Linked DNA regions of Mus musculus: all the other regions are linked to region 2. The links are chromatin contacts, called in public HiChIP or PLAC-seq maps. All regions are on one chromosome and are shown on one strand. Each heading gives the region's core, a stretch centred on a gene start, on an enhancer-like site or on the middle of the called end of the contact. The rest is flanking DNA. Distances are from core to core; before and after follow the strand shown.

Region 1 (3,290 bases), core at 686-3,185, 280 kb before region 2:
GGGTTAATATCCACTTATCAGTGAGTGCATATCAACTGAGTTCTTTTGTGACTGGGTTACCTCACTCAGGATGATATCCTCCAGATACATCTACTTGCCTAAGAATTTCATAAATTCATTGGAAGGCCAATGCATGGATGCTTCATTCCTCTTTAGAATAGGGAACAAAATACCCATGGAAGGAGTTACAGAGACAAAGTTTGGAGCTGCGATGAAAGGATGGACCATCCAGAGACTGCTCCACCCAAGGATCCATCTGATAATCACCCACCAAACACAGACACTATTGCATATGCCGGCAAGAAATTGCTGAAAGGACCCTGATATAGCTGTCTCTTGTGAGGCTATGCCAGTGCCTGGCAAATACAGAAGTGGACGCTCACAGTCATCTATTGGATGGAACACAGGGCCCCCAATGGAAGAGCTAGAGAAAGTACCCAAGGAGCTGAAGGGGTCTATAACCTTATAAGTGGAACAACAATATGAACTAACCAGGACTCCCTCCCCCCAGAGCCGTGTCTCTAGCTACATATGTAGCAGAAGATGGCCTAGTCAGCCATCATTGGAAAGAGAGGCCCCTTGGTCTTGCAAACTTTATATGCAGGGAAACACCAGGGCCAAGAAGTGGGAGTGGGTGTGTAGGGGAGCAGGGCAGGGGGAGGGTATAGGGGACTTTCAGGATAGCATTTGAAATGTAAATGAAGAAAATATCTAATAAAAAAATGAAAAAAAAAGAATATAGATGGTCAAGATGGACACCGAAGGTATATTCTGACCTTCATGTGCAGCAAAAAGACGAGGAAGAATAAGGAGAAAAAGAAGGAGGAAGAGAAAGAGGAGGAGGAGGAAAAGGAAGAGGAAGAGGAGGAGAAGGAGACAATGATAGGATAGACAACATCAAAGAAAGAAAGAAAGAAAGAAAGAAAGAAAGAAAGAAAGAAAGAAAGAAAGAAAGAAAGAAAGAAAGAAAGAAAGAGGGAGACGGGAGGAAGAAAAAAACAATTTGGCCATTGTTTCCAATGGCTGGGGGTTCATCTCAAGTCTGAGAGAATGGTTTTTTACATGACATCATTCATGACAGATGGGCGGAGTCCGAGAGAGGACAAGAAGCAAAGAACAAGTGAAGAGCCATCATAGTTTTCATCACAAATACACTCTGGAGTTTATAGTCCCAACATGTGAGAACATGGTGCAATCATGAGGACAGAGGAGCCCTGGCCATCTGATCAGCTTCTTTGAGCCTCACCTCTCAACACCATCATACTGGGAACTGAGTTTCTAACACATAAGTTTCTTGAAAACATTTAAGTCAGAGCAACCGCCGAGGTCCTAGCCGACTCACTGCATGCTTTGTGTTCCTGAAAAGGTGGATAACGCAAATCCATCTGTGACCTACCCTGTATGAAGCAGCATCAAGTAGGAGCTCAGCGAATGTTCATTAAATCTGTAGATTGCTTCAGATTCATCTAGAAGCTTCTAAAACTGTAGTTATCTCTAATAACACGGATCTGAAACAAATGTGTAGGGAAACCCCCATAATAGGTCTAAATGACAAAAAGGGGTGCTTTTCTGGCTATGATCTCTGCCTAAGTACTCAGAGATAACTGAAAATTAAAGGCCATTGCTGCTTGTTTTGTTGAATAATACATCTGCATACCAGAAAACTGCATGTCTATTTTATTTACCAGCACAAATGCCCATTTGCTCACAGACATAGCTGTTTGCAAGCAAATTTTGTTCCCATGCAAAACAAATGTAAATTTGGCATTAAACAAGTGCCAATTATTTCCTGAATGTGGAAAGGAAAGGAAGGGCGATTTAACAGATAGAGGCTCTGGATGAGGAAGCAGAGGAGGCGGCCTAGCTCAGCTGCACAGGGCGTTTTCATCACAAGGAGTGAATGTTTAATCCGCTTAATTGGGTGGGCATTCACTGTCAGTGAGCAGAGGCCCAGTGTTCCGTGTCATTTTCTTTCCCTGGGAGATGGCTGCTGTGACCTTCGACAGTCTCTTCCACGGACTGCTGGAAAACAGGAAGCTAATTTGGGTTTGTTCTCATGTTTCTTTCATGCGGTGGAGAGAATTCGTTTGATAAGCCCTGTGTCAGTTTTTATTGTGGAGCCTGATTACTGTGATTAATTTTAATACTACTAGTTACCATTTATTAGGGGCCTCTGAGATGCCAGGCAGAAAGGCTGCTTCAGGCTTTGTGTCTCTAACTGAAGTGTTAACTCTCATGATAGCCTTGGAAGTGACAAGCTGTGGGCCTTTTGTGCAGCATGGTAGTCAGAGGAGTGGCATCAAGTCAGATATAGGCCACTGTGGCTTATACCTGCACTGGACTTCCCCAGGCCTCTGGCTTGTCACTCACCTTACATAGATACTTTCCCTTCTTTCTGTTCTACTATCTATCTATCTATCTATCTATCTATCTATCTATCTATCTATCATCTATTTATCATCTATCTATCAATCACTTGTCTGTCTATGTATGTATCATATATGTATGCATCTATTTATCTTCTATCATCTCTCTCTCTCTCTCTCTCTCTCTCTCTCTCTCTCTCTCATCTATCATCTATCTTCTCCATCCTCTGGGCACTTATATATAATACATATATGTATATACCATATATGTATTATATATGATATAATACATGCAACATACTATACATTGAATTATTTTTCTTTTTCCTTTTCTAGAAATAGATATGCATTCAATGATACATTAAGTGCTAACTTGTGCTAGATAACCCAACAGCTGTCAACAAGGAAGTTAAGTCCTGGTCTCCTCGAATTCCATGCATCACCTATCGTATACCCAGTGCCATTCTGGAATCTGAAGCAGGGAACAGAATCAGGCTTACCATCTGCACGTGGGTGTTCACGAACAACTAGAAATCTGTAATTAATCTCCATGGAAATAACAGTAGTATTCACTGAGAGTTTATTATGTGTGGGACTTTCTTAAGCTCTTTACAGATATTAACAGAACCAATTTCATTGTTTTTTTTTTTTTCCTTCAGTTTGGTAAAGGAAAGGAAAAAAAGTGAGAGAGAAGTAAATGCTTAGAGTGAATGGGAGTTTCAGTGTAAACGCAGAAAACAAGCCCCAAGTTAATGCTCTCTCAAAAATACTGTGTGTAGAAAAACCTTTCACAGACAAAGATGACCTCTGAAGATTTATATTTAGGAGCAGAGAGTTGAATATCACCAAAATGTCTAACCGCGGTGGGAGAATCCTAAGTAAATGCTAGTGTATTAAAATGTTGCGGGGTAAAACAGCCCCACC
Region 2 (3,349 bases), core at 174-2,673:
TTGTTCAGACCAGCAATCTTTGATCCTAAATAGCCGTTTCTACATAGAATTTTCACACAGTACTTAAAATAAAAATACATTTGCAGATTTTTTTCCTCTTCTTAGCACGCGCCTCATTCATCATTTGCTATTTCCTCGAAAGTCTAAGATACCCTCCATTGTCATGACAATAATGTCTGTGAAGTTTTAGGAATGTCTCCGCTCACCGTGTTCATCTTCAGCACTCTAACTGGGACTGCATGGCTCCTGGTCACTAAACATTAAATTAAGGGCTAGTCTCCAAATCACAGCAACTCCCAGAAACTATTGAACCCTACATATGCTTTCAGATGGCGTGTATTCAAAGTAAGACAGCCAAATCTATAGCAAAAATATACTGGCCTAATCTTATCTCTTTGTGGAGGCTCACTGTAGATATTACTATTTGAACTCCACAGGGAATCTCATTAATTTTTAAAACTCTCTGACCTCAGTACTGTTGAGTGTAAAAATAATTACAAATTAAGAATGAAAGAACGCCACTTGAATTCTGCACAGCCATATGCTCTGCCTTGCACAAAAAAAAAACGATACTATCGTCAAACAGAAATTCTATTTTTTTTCTACAGATACAGATTTAAACAGCATGATAAATGTCACCACACAGACATAAAAAGCAGCTCACCCTTCCTCCAGTCCCCGCACACACCTCACCTCTGAAGAGTCTAGTAACACAAAGCAGGCATTTACACTGACAGGTTCTGCAAGCCAGGGACACCAGGGAGGGTACCCTCTCAAAGATATTTACCTATAGTGACTTCCTTTTTCTTAATCACAAATGTCTCTCTCAGGCACAAAGATTCCGAACGAATTGTATATAAATATTCCCTTACCTAAAACTTGTCAGAAGAATGCTCTTGTCCTCCAGGGTCAGTCATCTCTGCCGGTTCCCCCTCTTGCCGTCCTGGGAATTGGCTCCGATATGTTGATTATTCAGTGCCTCAGTTACATCTGTGACACTCATCTGCCTGCATTGAACCTATGAGGAGAAATGAGAGAGGGAGGGCAACAGAAGGAGAATGTGAAAGGGGAGAGAGAGAGAGAGAGAGAGAGAGAGAGAGAGAGAGAGAGAGAGAGAGAGAGAGAGAGAGAAGCACACTACAGAGAGACTAAGAGAAAGAAAGAAAGCCAACACAACTACTGACTGGAGTCTAAGAACCTAAAACCTCTAGCCAAGTGAAGCCTGAACAAAAATGATCAAAGCTTTGTCCTTCATCAACAGAGTAGACAGCCTTCCCCCCCCACCTCACTCTCTTTCTCTCTGTCCCCTCTGAAAACTAGAACTGTTACGGGGGGATTCTCACCAGGAAGGCGCAGACAGAGGCAGACCTTCTCCTGAGTGTTAGTGCTGCCTGCCCAGAAGCCCGTGCAGAATATAGGTACCTATTGTTCCAGAGACAGATATGTAGCCAGCCAGTCAGCCTCTGACAGATCTCAGCAAACCAGCGAGCCTGCCTTCACTTTAACTCCTTCTTTCCTAGCGCCTTTTTACAGAGAAGCAGAGGTCTTCTCATCACCCAGGAGAAATAAATGGGGCTGAGACAGATGATCTCATGACAGAAGCTAAGCCTGCATTTTTTTTCCTACAAAGAGGGACTTTAGCTACTAGTCCTGAAATGTGACATTTGAAGGTAAATGACTTCTTTCTCTGGGAAGAAATGAAGGCTTAGAAAGGGTTAGAAGAGGAAGACTTAGCGCAGGGCTGCCAATTTAATAAGGGAAGAAGAAGATGAAAATCAAGGTTATTTCAAATGCCCTGACTGTAAATAAAGATGTTTCAGTACAGATGGGGTCTGTTAACCAGAAGGGTCCCAATCTTGTGCATAGGGGTAAAACCCATTTAAAATACCCTCTATAAAATGCCACCCCAGTAAACCTGCTTCCCTAAGGGCTGAACTCTCTTTGATCTCCCTGTCCCTTTTTTCATAAACTCTATTGCTTTCTCAAGAGTCCCCCAAATGTCTCTCATCTCTAGTTCCCCACCAGTGGCTAAATCTTGCAAAATTACAAAAACTTGGAGGAGGGAGAAAATGCTCATTCTCCCTTCTCCTTGGTGGATCTGAAGATTCAGATAGCAGACTTGATCCTTTAAATCCCTGGACCTCAACAGACCACACCATGCTTCTAGTTTTCAACTCTGGGTGTCAGCTGAATGGCCTGCTTTTCCTTTATAGTGTAGAAAAGGAGGCTTTGCGATTGGTTATATGACACTAGTGGAAAACGGGGAATAGAATAAAATAAAGGTAGCTTGTCCCTAAGTTAAGGCAAGAGGTGAACCAGAAAAGGCTCACTACTTGTACTTTACTTTCACTGAACACTCTTAATTGTTGCCAAGATTCCCCCAAGGAGAACTGTGCATATTCCGAAATGGTAGGTGTGCTGCACAGAGCATAGATGGTTATGAAATTCCTTTGTAAAAGCCACACTCAGGCATCACTTCACAAAGCCAGAGGGTAAATACTCAAAGCAGTAGAAGGAGGTTTAGTCATGCATGGCTGTTAATGGTAATGAGACATGTAGAACACAGCTATGCACTGCCGAACAGTTTCTCCTAAGTAGCTAGGGTTTGCTTTATTTATTTTTTATAAGCAAACTAGTAAGTAGATGACATGACATCAGGGTGTTTCAGAAAACTCTGCATGGGAGTGGGAAGGGCATGCAAAAGTACAATGTCTCTTGTCCTAAATTCCAGCATTTTGAAACCATTTCAACTAATGCTGATTTGACTCAAACTCTAACCAATTAATACAGGCTTTAGAAACCCAGAAGTTTAAATTGCTTAACTTGGTGACATCTGAAAAGCCTGTCGTGCGCTCTCTGCTTGGTGGGTGGGGGGTAGGGGAGAAGGTGCTTCTAGTTGACTCAAGATGTCAACTGACTCCACCTGAACAAAGAGGAAAAATGAAGTTGTAAACATTTTCTCACTAGAGGCACCCAATCTTCATGTATAAGCGGGAAGAAAGCAAGAGGATCTTGTAGCTCATTTCTTCCCTGTTCATAATCGGATTCCACACACCTCATTTTAAAGGATGTGCTCTCTGTCAATGGACAGCTTTGTGTTATGACGATCTTAATAATAAAATAGCAGAAGCATATCCTGTGAAACCAAAAATCTTCTACAGAAAAGCCCTGGATTTCAGTAGAGTTGACAGCATCTAAGCCCAGCTCTTAGTGCTGCCCATTGGCTACAGTTTCGAGGGAACCTGTCGCCTCTCATCCTGAGCACACAAGAAGACTTCCATGCACTTAAAGAGAGCATCACCCATCTCCCATCCAGGTGTTATCTTTAATGCCCCCTCCCCATTTTGAT
Region 3 (3,121 bases), core at 75-2,574, 450 kb before region 2:
GCTCCCCAGATTAATTGTTCTCTGTCTTTTGACAAATCATGGTTTTCTTTGATTGTTTCTGTCTGATCTGAAGATTTGGAACCACAGATAAGAGAGGATACTCAGTGTTTGCCTCTCTGGGTCTACCTCACTCAATATATTTTCTAGCTCCATGCGCTTACCTGCAAACTTCACAACTTTATACTTCTTTGTAGCTGACTTGTGTCCGGTGGTGCATATTTACCTCATTTTTATTATTCATTTGTCAGTTGAAGGACATTGAGGTTGTTACCATCCCCTAGTCCTTGTAAACAGAGTGGCAGTAAACACGGCCTTACAACTATCTGTAGAATAGAATGTTGAATCCAATGGCCATCAGTGAATGAGACTCATAGAAAAGATAGGTCATGGGGTAGATTATGTCTAGTAAGCCTAATAAATAAAGTTAGCTGCTCTTAGGTGTTTTTATAGCAAAAATTCAATTAACACACCACTCTATGTTTTAGTTTATTCACCTGTACTGGGATCTGAATAGCAACCGTTTCCCTGGAACTACTGTAAAATATGATCAAAAGATCACATGCAAAGTGCCCAGTACAAGTGCCAAATGCTCTACAAGGAAATGATATACTCTTCTTTGGCAATATTAATATTTAGGTTATCTTCCTTGGTAAAAAAAAAATCAAAACAAAACAAAACTATACCCACTCAGATGTCTAGAATGCTGGCAAAATTCTTATATGGAATGTATACGCTTATCCATGAAGCCGATTCAAGCTCCCTTTGGAGTCAACCTCCTTGTCTGTCTGGTGTTCTCAGCTCACACTTGATCCAGTGCCTCATTTACAGGAGGGACGACATAAAGGTTAATGGCAGCCTACAAAGCCAGTGCAGTGGAAAGTAGGCTCGGTCATTATGCTTCCCTAGCGCTCCGGTCTGGGTGACTTCAGCTTCATTTTCTTTGGGAGCCACTCATCATTGTGTGTAAAAGGACTCACAAAGCTGCCTTCCATGTGGGGCTAACTCTGTTCACGTAAATTTGGCCTGGTTTGGAAAGCTGTCTTGGCTCCTTCCCACCAAATCCAAACAGGGATTGGAGATTTTATTAAATGACTTGGGCCCAGCCTGCTCTGTGCTCTGAACCATTGATGGGAGCCAAAAATGTCCCCCGGTGTCCATAGAAACATTGTTTTTACTTTTCAAAATTAATCTAGCTGAATTTGCAAGGCTGCATCACCTCCATCAGAGATTCAGACAGCCAGGACAAAGAGCTGTTTTGATGTTCCCAGCTGGGAACCCTGCCCTCAGCAAATACAGTTGATATAAATAAATGGTCTCTTGCCTGCCTACATTCATGCCCATCTGCTTGGAGGGCATGGTGCCCAATCAAAAGTTGCCTAGACACTCTCCATGGGCACCAGTGCCAAGGAACAACGATTTCATGGCAGTCTGCCTGCGGCTGTGAATGCCATCTTTTCAGTGGTGGGTTCTCATCCTGGACCAGAACAGGGGTGTTGGCACTGCATGCTTCCTTAGTGTTGATCACACCTGTTGACAAGGCTGTGCCAAACTATAAGAAGAAGGAGAGAAAGAAAAGTGTGCGCCATGTAGGAGCATCCCTGAGCTCTCAAGGCCTAATGAGCTCACCGAGACAAATTCTAATTAAGCAGGGAAAAATCTTTGCCTGTGAATGCTCTTATGGGGCACAAGACTGGGACTCACTGGCCTTTATCGCATGGGTGGAATGCAATCTGTTCCCAGCTGGCAACACTACCCCTAATACAGGAAATATAACATAGAACGCTGGTCTTTGATGATATCAGGAACCAGGGGAACTGATCCCCTGGTTCCCAATTTTCACCCGCCTACTGGCAACAATGAAGTCTGATGTGTACACGTCACAAGATATAAAATCCAGGAGCTAAGTGTACTTTGTGTTGCTTGAACTTGAAAAAGGAAATAAAGCCAGTCAGGAGAAAGCAATGATGCGGGGACATTTTTATGATTATCAAAGTCAGTAAGTTCCCTCAGAGATTTTTAAGCAAAACCAGGGTTAAATTCATAGACTCAGATCACTAGGGGACCCAGAGAGCATCCTCATAGCAAAAGATGGTAAATTACTAATCCCTGGGCACTGTGGACCCCTAATGTGCTAAAAGCTGTGGTCTAAGCGATGAAATGAATTCCATGGTGACAGGTAGCGAGCAATCTGTATTGTTAAGAAAATTCTCAGGCATGCTACCTTACCCTGTGGGGGAAAAATCGGTGGAGTATGTCTGGCAGGAAGTACCAAGGAAGCATGCCTTATTTATATGAAAACAGCCACGTTGTTGATGCAACATTCAGTCCAATCGCTTAGCTCTGACTCTCCTGTCAACCAAAATTGGGGCTAAGTCGTTGTAGAGGCACGGGAATGTCTTTCCAAGGGGTCCAAGTGCTAATCACTGGTACTTGCAAATCTATGTAAGATTCCTGACAGAGGAGAAGAGACCCCACAGCTTGAAGGTGTCAAGGTTTTTGAGAGAGAGAGATTATGCTGGAATATCTTCAGACATCACTGCCATCACAAGGACCCTTCTCAGAGAACACGGCAACATGAAAAAGGCAGCAGAGCCGGTGATGTCATCTGGAGATGGATGGGTGCAAAGCCACTGGGAGCTGAAAAGGCAAAGAAATGGCTTCCCTCCTCTGAGCCTACAGAAGGAAACAAGTCCTTGTGATGCCTTGACTTTAGGCAAGAGTCTGATTTAGGAGTTCCTATAATCTACTTTAGAGTGTGCAAGAACAGCTCTTTTTCTGGAGTGGTGTGTGTGTGTGTGTGTGTGTGTGTGTGTGTGGTGTACACATGTGCACATTCCTGTGGAGGTCAGAGGTCAAGCTTAGCTGTAGTTCCCCAGGAGTCACCCACCTTTATTTTTGAGGTTGGATCTCTCATTGAAACTGCAGCTCCATCAAGGCTAGACTGGCTGGTCAGCAAGCCCATGGATCTGTGGGTCTTTCCACCTCACTAGCTACAATATTACAAGTATAAATCAACACCTTGGCTTTTTAAACATGGGTTCTAGAGATCCATCTTGGTTGTGGTGTGTGTGTGTGTGTGTGTGTGTGTGTGTGTGTGTGTGTTGTATCAGAGGTATTTATG

Evidence for each region. HiChIP or PLAC-seq counts read pairs in DNA pulled down with a chosen protein or histone mark.
Region 1: an H3K4me3 HiChIP or PLAC-seq map of embryonic forebrain shows a contact between it and region 2, with 4 times the contacts expected there. The contact joins the enhancer-like site here to the promoter of Rmst in region 2. A contact is called at or near these places in 4 of 484 Hi-C or Micro-C datasets (cerebral cortex, cortical neurons, embryonic fibroblasts and 1 more), 2 of 115 datasets of contacts at active chromatin or transcription factors (embryonic forebrain and neural progenitor cells) and 1 of 9 other capture datasets (embryonic stem cells).
Region 3: a contact with region 2 is called in an H3K27ac HiChIP or PLAC-seq map of neural progenitor cells, with 8 times the contacts expected there. The contact joins the enhancer-like site here to the promoter of Rmst in region 2. A contact is called at or near these places in 6 of 115 datasets of contacts at active chromatin or transcription factors (astrocytes, embryonic fibroblasts, embryonic forebrain and 3 more).

Annotation. Positions count from the first base shown.
Region 1 is chr10:91,879,811-91,883,100 of GRCm38.p6, forward strand. No RefSeq gene overlaps it. Among named protein-coding and RNA genes, the nearest start is that of Gm31592, 7.4 kb to the right of the region's middle. Within about 2 kb of position 1,936, at least 13 of the 459 cell types and tissues checked have an H3K27ac peak or open chromatin away from gene starts, as enhancers often do. A contact at or near this core is called in embryonic forebrain, where this site is marked.
Region 2 is chr10:92,163,755-92,167,103 of GRCm38.p6, forward strand. Rmst (rhabdomyosarcoma 2 associated transcript (non-coding RNA)) reads right to left here and starts at 1,424. Exons shown (of 13, transcript NR_028262.1): 1 at 1,344-1,424; 2 at 873-1,018.
Region 3 is chr10:91,718,822-91,721,942 of GRCm38.p6, forward strand. No RefSeq gene overlaps it. Among named protein-coding and RNA genes, the nearest start is that of Gm31592, 170 kb to the right of the region's middle. Within about 2 kb of position 1,325, at least 36 of the 459 cell types and tissues checked have an H3K27ac peak or open chromatin away from gene starts, as enhancers often do. A contact at or near this core is called in neural progenitor cells, where this site is marked.